Regions from separate parts of the Hordeum vulgare genome. Here region 1 is linked to region 2. The links are chromatin contacts, called in public Hi-C maps. All regions are on one chromosome and are shown on one strand. The core of a region is the stretch at or near the end of the contact, and the rest is flanking DNA. Distances in the headings are between cores, read along the strand shown. Region 1 holds the start of LOC123402830 (mechanosensitive ion channel protein 6-like). Region 2 holds the start of LOC123403486 (protein RMD5 homolog).

The links. A called contact is a pair of places that touch in the nucleus more often than the background predicts.
Region 1: a Hi-C map of seedling shows a contact between it and region 2, with 6 times the contacts expected there. The contact joins the promoter of LOC123402830 here to the promoter of LOC123403486 in region 2. A contact is called at or near these places in 4 of 6 Hi-C or Micro-C datasets (leaf and seedling) and 1 of 1 datasets of contacts at active chromatin or transcription factors (embryo).

Annotation. Positions count from the first base shown.
Region 1 is chr6H:425,923,163-425,926,485 of MorexV3_pseudomolecules_assembly, reverse strand. It overlaps LOC123402830 (mechanosensitive ion channel protein 6-like), which reads right to left and starts at 2,012. Exons shown (of 5, transcript XM_045096788.1): 1 at 1-2,012. The coding sequence starts at 1,742.
Region 2 is chr6H:425,685,379-425,688,913 of MorexV3_pseudomolecules_assembly, reverse strand. It overlaps LOC123403486 (protein RMD5 homolog), which reads right to left and starts at 1,783. Exons shown (of 2, transcript XM_045097420.1): 1 at 1,635-1,783; 2 at 1-635. The coding sequence starts at 602.

The DNA of each region.
Region 1 (3,323 bases), core at 763-3,262, 240 kb before region 2:
TTCCATGCCGAGACGTTTTTCTGATTGAGCCTGTGGAGCTTGTCAATGGTGATCCCTTCATCAATCTCACGCTGTTTCTTCTCCTTTGACAGCTGCCTGCTCGATTGGTCTCCCTTGGAAATTAAGCCCGAGATCCGGATGCTCTTTTGCCCCGAAAGATTCTTGGCCGGCAAGGCACCACGTAGCTCTTTCGGGATGGTTGCGCCTGCCCGTTGCAGCTCACGCACCTCGGCAAGCACGTAGTCTTCGTCAACAAGCGGCGGCCCAGAGAGCGTCTCGATGACATACTGGTTGAACAATGCCTCTTGAATCCGATCAAAGTACGTCGAGACATGGAAGGACGAGGCCAGCACCTTGAGCAGCAGCGTCTTGACGAGGCGGATGAGCGTGGCGACGAGGAAGCAGAAGAGCACCTTGGTCACGTAGGGCAGCACCGCCGTGTTGGTCTCCCGTTGGACGTTCTCGTCAAACAAGAAGTGCCAAGAGGCCAGAACCAGGCCGAGCCAGAGCGCGTTCTGCACGGCGCCGCGCACGCCGTACACGAAGTAGAGCACGCGCTTCCGCAGCACGAAGTTGCGCTCGACGCAGAACACCACGATCCGGATGACCCAGCCGGAGACGAGACGGCCGCAGATGAGCACGAACACGAGGAGCTCCCACTTCCAGAGGTGCAGCTCCCAGACCTTCTTCCGGGACAAGGGCTTTATCGTGAGGCTGCACACCAATGCCCCGATGATGAGCACCAGGCCGACCCACTGCAGTATGGTGAGAGCGTCCAGCTTCCCACGCTTGAAGTCGTCAGGGATGTCGTCGTCTATGAAGGGATCGTCCTCCTCTTCCTCCATGGGGCCCGACTTGCCGATGACCCCCGACTTGCGCCCTGAGGGAGACTGGCCGGATTTGCCGGTCATACGCCCTGAAGGAAACTGGCCGGACTTGGGAGGCCGGGCAGAAGACTTGCGCTCCTCGTCGACGGCAGGGGGCGCCATCGGTGACTGCGGCGGCGGGTCCATGAGCCGGGAGCGCGTCTTGGCTCGCAGTAATGGGCCCTTCCCCGCTGGAGTGGAAGTGGAGGTGTTGCGTGTTCCGTCATCGCCGGCGCGCCTACGGCCGCCGGCGGTATCGGAGTCGGATGAAGACGAGGAGGACGACTGGCGGTCCTTGAAGGAGACACGCGGCGTCTCCCGTTCTCTGGAGTTGGATAAGGACGGATGTGACGACCTCCCGATGTCGTCCATCTCCAGGTCGAGGTCGAGCGACAGCTCGGCCCCGGCCGCCTTCTGCTTCCGGAGGAAGTTCCCGATGAGGCGCGTGGGCGGGTCCTCGGCGGCGGCGTCCACCACCGGCTGCTTCGGCGAGAGCGAAGGGGACGACGCCTGCGACGACGGCGGCGGCTGCGCCGGCCGGTTCTTGAAGCTGAAGTCCTCGACGCGGGGCGCGGGGGCTCCCCCTTTCCCGCCGCCCTCGTTCTTCCAGAAGTCGTAGCTCCCGTCGTCCCACCCCTTGGTCGGCGAGCTGGCGGCGGTCGACAGCGTCCTGCCCGCCGTCGGCTTGGCGCCGGCATTCCCAGCCGCCCCGCCGACGTCGGCGCCGGGGACGGAGAAGGGCGCGGGGCCGTTGCCGTTGCCGTTGCCGTCGATCTTGAGCACCACCTCCCGCCGCTCGCCGAGGCCGGGCGCCATGGCCTGCTCGTCCGACATGGACAGCGACCTCAGGCTGCTCTTCCGCTGCACCTGGTCCATCGCCGCCGACCAACACGCACCACAGACACACGCACACGCACACGCACACGAGACGCTCGCTCCTTCCTCCCTTTCACCGCTTCCGCGATAACTCGGCGAAAATCAACCGCTCGAGCGTTGCAAAACTAGGGCCCCGGGATGGTGGTGGTATTCACGAGGGAGGGCGACGGAGAGGGTTCGGGAACAACGTGGAGCGGCACAAAGCTGACAACACTTGGCGAACCTTTTCGCCGCTCCCTTCCCTCCCTCTGCGTTGTTGGGCCTCGCGCCGGTCCGCGATACTTGTAGGCAGCGGCGCCAGCGCACGCCGGGATCCACGTACGTGGCGCGCTGCGGGATGGGAACTGACTAAACAAACGGATTTGCTGCCGCTAATCAGAGATTTGGGTGCGCAGGGCCTCGACTATCACATCCGGGATTTGCGGCGCGGAAGTGGGAGCGCGTCACCATTTTTTTGGTAGTGAATTAACCTGTCGAGCGTCGACCAAGGTGAAAGAGACAAGATCGAATACTGTACACAGTGCCACACTACGGTGGTAGTAGAGTACTTTGGTCTAGGTGTGTATGTAAGTATTGCGTGACGCGACACGGTACCTGTACGGTACGCCGTACATATACACGACTAATGTGAACCGGAGAGGGTGTTGCCGTCGCTGCGATCGGTCTCACTCGTGCTAATCTCGGGTCATGCCGGCCATGTTTAAAGGATCGATCCCGTGGAAAAAGATTGGCACCATCGATACAAAGCATTTGTACGTGCATGCTTAGCATGTGACCTCTGCTTTCGGCCCCGTCACCGGTCGTATCTCCCAACCGCGGCACGCCACCGGTAATCCACCACGTCCGTTTCTCGGTTACCGTCCTAATCTCGTGATTTGGATGGATGACGATCATGGAGATGGAATAAGGCACAATGGGAGCAGCAGGTCGGCTTGGCGTCCGTCGGCCTCGGCGGACCCAGCCAGCCGGCTAACTTCTCTGGTCAGAGGAGGCTTGGAGAGCGCAGCGGAACCAAAACGTAAATTCTTCACATGGGTGCCGTTGGCTGCAGCATAACGAGATCTTGACGCCATGGTTTGGCCATTAGCGGCTGGGCTCCAAGAGGCCATGGCCCGTGCAGTACTACCAATTATGACCCTCCAATAATCGGAAGCGCCCCCACTTATATTAGGCACCCCTCAAAGAAAACTTATACGTACTCAAGAGTATTAGGCAAAAAGTTTGGGGGATGGAGAGAGAACGTGTATAATGTGCAAGCGTTCAGGCTGTTTTCGAAAGAAAGAGAAAATTGTTTTGCTGTTCGTAGAACGCCCGAGATTACTGTTTCTAACGCACGCCCGAGATTTATGGCCAGCGACGAGCTTTGCTTTGCAGAACCATGGGAGGAGCTCGAAGTAATGGCGGTCCCGGTGGGTGTGGATAAGCTAGATTTGGAAGGCCGACGGATAGATAGGGCTCATCTGACAGGGTGGTGGGCCCACATGTAAGGCCGGAGGGCATTCCCCTCCTCAAGAAAAGGAGAGTCGGAGGGCAATGATCTAAGCCGGCGTCACGAGGAGACTAGGTGATGGCCCTACATAC
Region 2 (3,535 bases), core at 534-3,033:
AGTACCTCAACAAACCGCAATTGGTGAAGCTTAAGCTCGAGACAGGAATCGTTTTGCAGTAGTGCATCATGATTTTTCATTGCCCAGCTCAGAGCTGGCTCAGATTTCTCAGTCCGCAGCGCACCACAAATCTCATACATCTCCTGAAACAGTTGTTTCAGTTTTATAGGTGCTAAACAACTGGCCTCTCCAAGAAAGTTGTCACCTATGTCAAATAATGCCTCACGGTATAGATGGTTTGCAATAATCTCATTCAGTACATGTGGTTCCATGTCGGCATTCTTGTAAGCTTTTGAAATATCATTGATGAAGAATTTCTCGGTGGTCTTGACCCACTTGCCAAGTGCAGTGTTCATTTCTTTCTGGCAGCTCTCAAGTTGCTTCACTGGAACCAACACTTTCAGCGTATTCTTCAGATTAGTAAGAATTTCATGGTTTAGGTTTGATGCAGCATCCCTAGCTGTGACATTTTCTTGGATAGCACTGATAGCCTGCTCAATTTCTTTCTCGATTTGGTTTACCAAATCTATAGTTCTTGAGGATGCAAGTTTCTGCTTTTTAACAACACGACCGAACTCATCCTTCAGTGTATCTATTTCCATTTCTGAGTAATAAGCATGCCCCAGCTTCAGCACCTGTTATACAAAATGGAAGACAATTTGATCAGTCAAAATTTAAAACAGTAGGTGCAAAGAAATGAACCTTAGATTCAAGTACTCCCTCCGAATCATATTAAATTTCGCTGATCAAGTACAATTTTGTACTAGATCAACGACAATTAATATGGATTGGAGGGAGTACCAAAGTTATCACATCATATATTATAAGCAACAATATTCAGATCTGTGGGATAGAGTAATTACGTAGAACATACACTCTTCAAAAGGTAGCGTTGCAGAATTATCATCAATAAGGAATAAACCGACAGATGCGACTCTTCTACTAACAGAGGAGCGTTCAACAGAAAATGAGATGAATGGTTATAAATCGCATCACCGCATCACACACAAACTATCTATCTAACTCTGTACAAACGAAAATACAAAATAAACTATTGGACATATTCCCAACAAAGTGATGTAAACCGAAATCAAATGTGCAGGCTGTACACATAGCACTTAAGCAATACAACCTTGAAAGCACCATACTAAGAGCACTGGGCAAGAAGATAAAACGGGTTGCAGTATCACTCCCACAAATTCTTTACATTTGATTTGGATCCCTACCCAATAATTGCAACTCTAGACAATACCAACGCAGATCCCAAAGATGCCAGGTTGCTAACAACGCCCACCACAGGCGCGCTTCATGAATGGCAGTTCTCATCACAGACTAGGGACACACAAAATTCTATCACTTGGTCCTACGAGACAATATATTCTCTAGAAAACCTCGCCGCAGAACCAACCCATAAACGCCGGCTTAAGCTTCCCTAACTGGTAAAAGAACACTAACCTCTCTTTATTCTTCAAGCAAACGCAATAAGCCTTTGGATCAGAGGAGAAGGATGGGGCGAAATAGAGAGGACCTGCGATGAGGTGGACGGATTTGATCTGAATGCATAGGAAGCGATTGTATGGCGATGTATCCAAATCGAACAGAGAGTGAATATGGAGAGCGGAGAGGACGATTACCGGAATGGGAGAGCAGAGAAAGCCGGTGGCGGTTTTGGGGGGGGGGTCCTGTTCCGGCAAGCGACGAACCCTAGACCACTTTGGCGGCTGGATCTTTTTAATGGGCCAGTTAGGTAAGACTTTGCGAAGAAGAGTCCTCCTTGACGAGGATCAGCTTAATGGGCTCGATACTTGTTAATGCCACTCCTTGACTTGCTGCTTATAGCGAGGCATACAGCTTTTGTTTTAAGCCGGTGGAGCCGGCCTAATAGGGACGTGAGCCATTGCACTAATGTTCTTTGTTTTTATTTATAATTATTTAAATACGTACTGTATACCTAAAATTACCCCCTCAAAAAAATAATTAAATTTATTAAAAAAAATAAAAACCTTAAATTTTAAAAATATTAGTACAGTATAGTAAAATGTTAATGCAATAAAATAATGTGGATAGCTTTAGAAAAAAATTGTGAATACAGAAACATGTTCCTCCATTCGAACATATATATGAAAAATTATGAAAAAAGTTTATTGAATGTGAAAAAATGGTTTGGGTAGTAAACAAATTGTTTTGTTCCATTAAAAAAATGTAAGTAAAATTTTGAATAAATATTCCTGCATTTCAATAAAATGTTTATGCAAAAAGACATCCTCAGAGTTTAAATGATTTATTCATTACCAACTAAATATTCGATGTATATTAAAAAAGAATGCCATGCAATATAAAGTGTGTTCAAACATGTATTAAAAGAAAAAAATTACATCCCATATTTGAAAAGTGTTCAACGTGTCCCCGCCATAAGAAGTGTTCAACGTGGATAAGAAAACGTATACTGGAAAACGTATTTCAGCCATAAAGAAAGAAAATCATACAAAACCAAAGAAACAAAGAAAGAAAGAAAGAAGATCAAAGTATAATAAAAAACAAAAAAACTCAATAAAAGTAAAAATAAAATATAAGAAAGAAAAAAAGAAATGAAGAGAACATGTTAAGAAATAAAATAGCAAAATATAAAAAAATGAGCGAACAATGAACCAGCGAACCAACGAATGCACAAATATACCACATGATACATGTGATAAGTGATTTAAACAATTCGAAAAAAATGAATACACAAATATGGGCTACCTGAGTACTGTTACTACTATAGCGCACAGAATATCCTCGAGGCAAGAGCCGCTTCCTTCTCACGTTGAGCGAGATAAAGGAACCTCCTATCTGCCGCTCGTTGAGGCAGGTTAACGGAGGTTCGCACGTCCGGGCAGCACATATGGGCCAGCCATTTTGGTGGTACTGTAGTGAGCGGTGTAAAAAAACGTGCAGAATAAGCGATCGAACTCGAAACCCCTCGCTATAGGGGAGCTCCTATATCAGAATGTAAATGGACACATTGCTGGGCATTGTGGGACTTCCCCCCACCAGCCACTAGTTGTTATATGGGATTATGTCATAGTCCAGTTAATATTTACATGGTTAATGTGGCGTCCACATATAACCAGTTATCTGAGCCCATGATGTAGCCCTTCCGGTCCAGGCCCTTGCCAGCGTCGCCCGACCGGAGCGTGCGGAGAATGCAGCAAATCGTCATGAGCATAATGGCGTTGGATTGACAAAGATGAGCGAGTGGCGGACGATGGCAATGGTGATGACTACAAGCGTGAAGGTTAGCTGCATGGACAGCAACTGCGACGAGGTGGTCACCGGAAGCAGCGAGGAGTTGTACTTGAACAACGGCTCGTTGACGCCCATCAGCGCGTCGCGTGGTTCACCATCAGGAACACCGTCGACCTGCACTGGCGGCACGACGCCTCCATTAGCGCTGCGTATTGTAAGGCCTAGAGTATGGCTGTGTCATGGTACTTCAAGAAAGGACATCGGGATTTGGTTGTGACGGCTGATGGGTTTCATGGACTTCGATGGA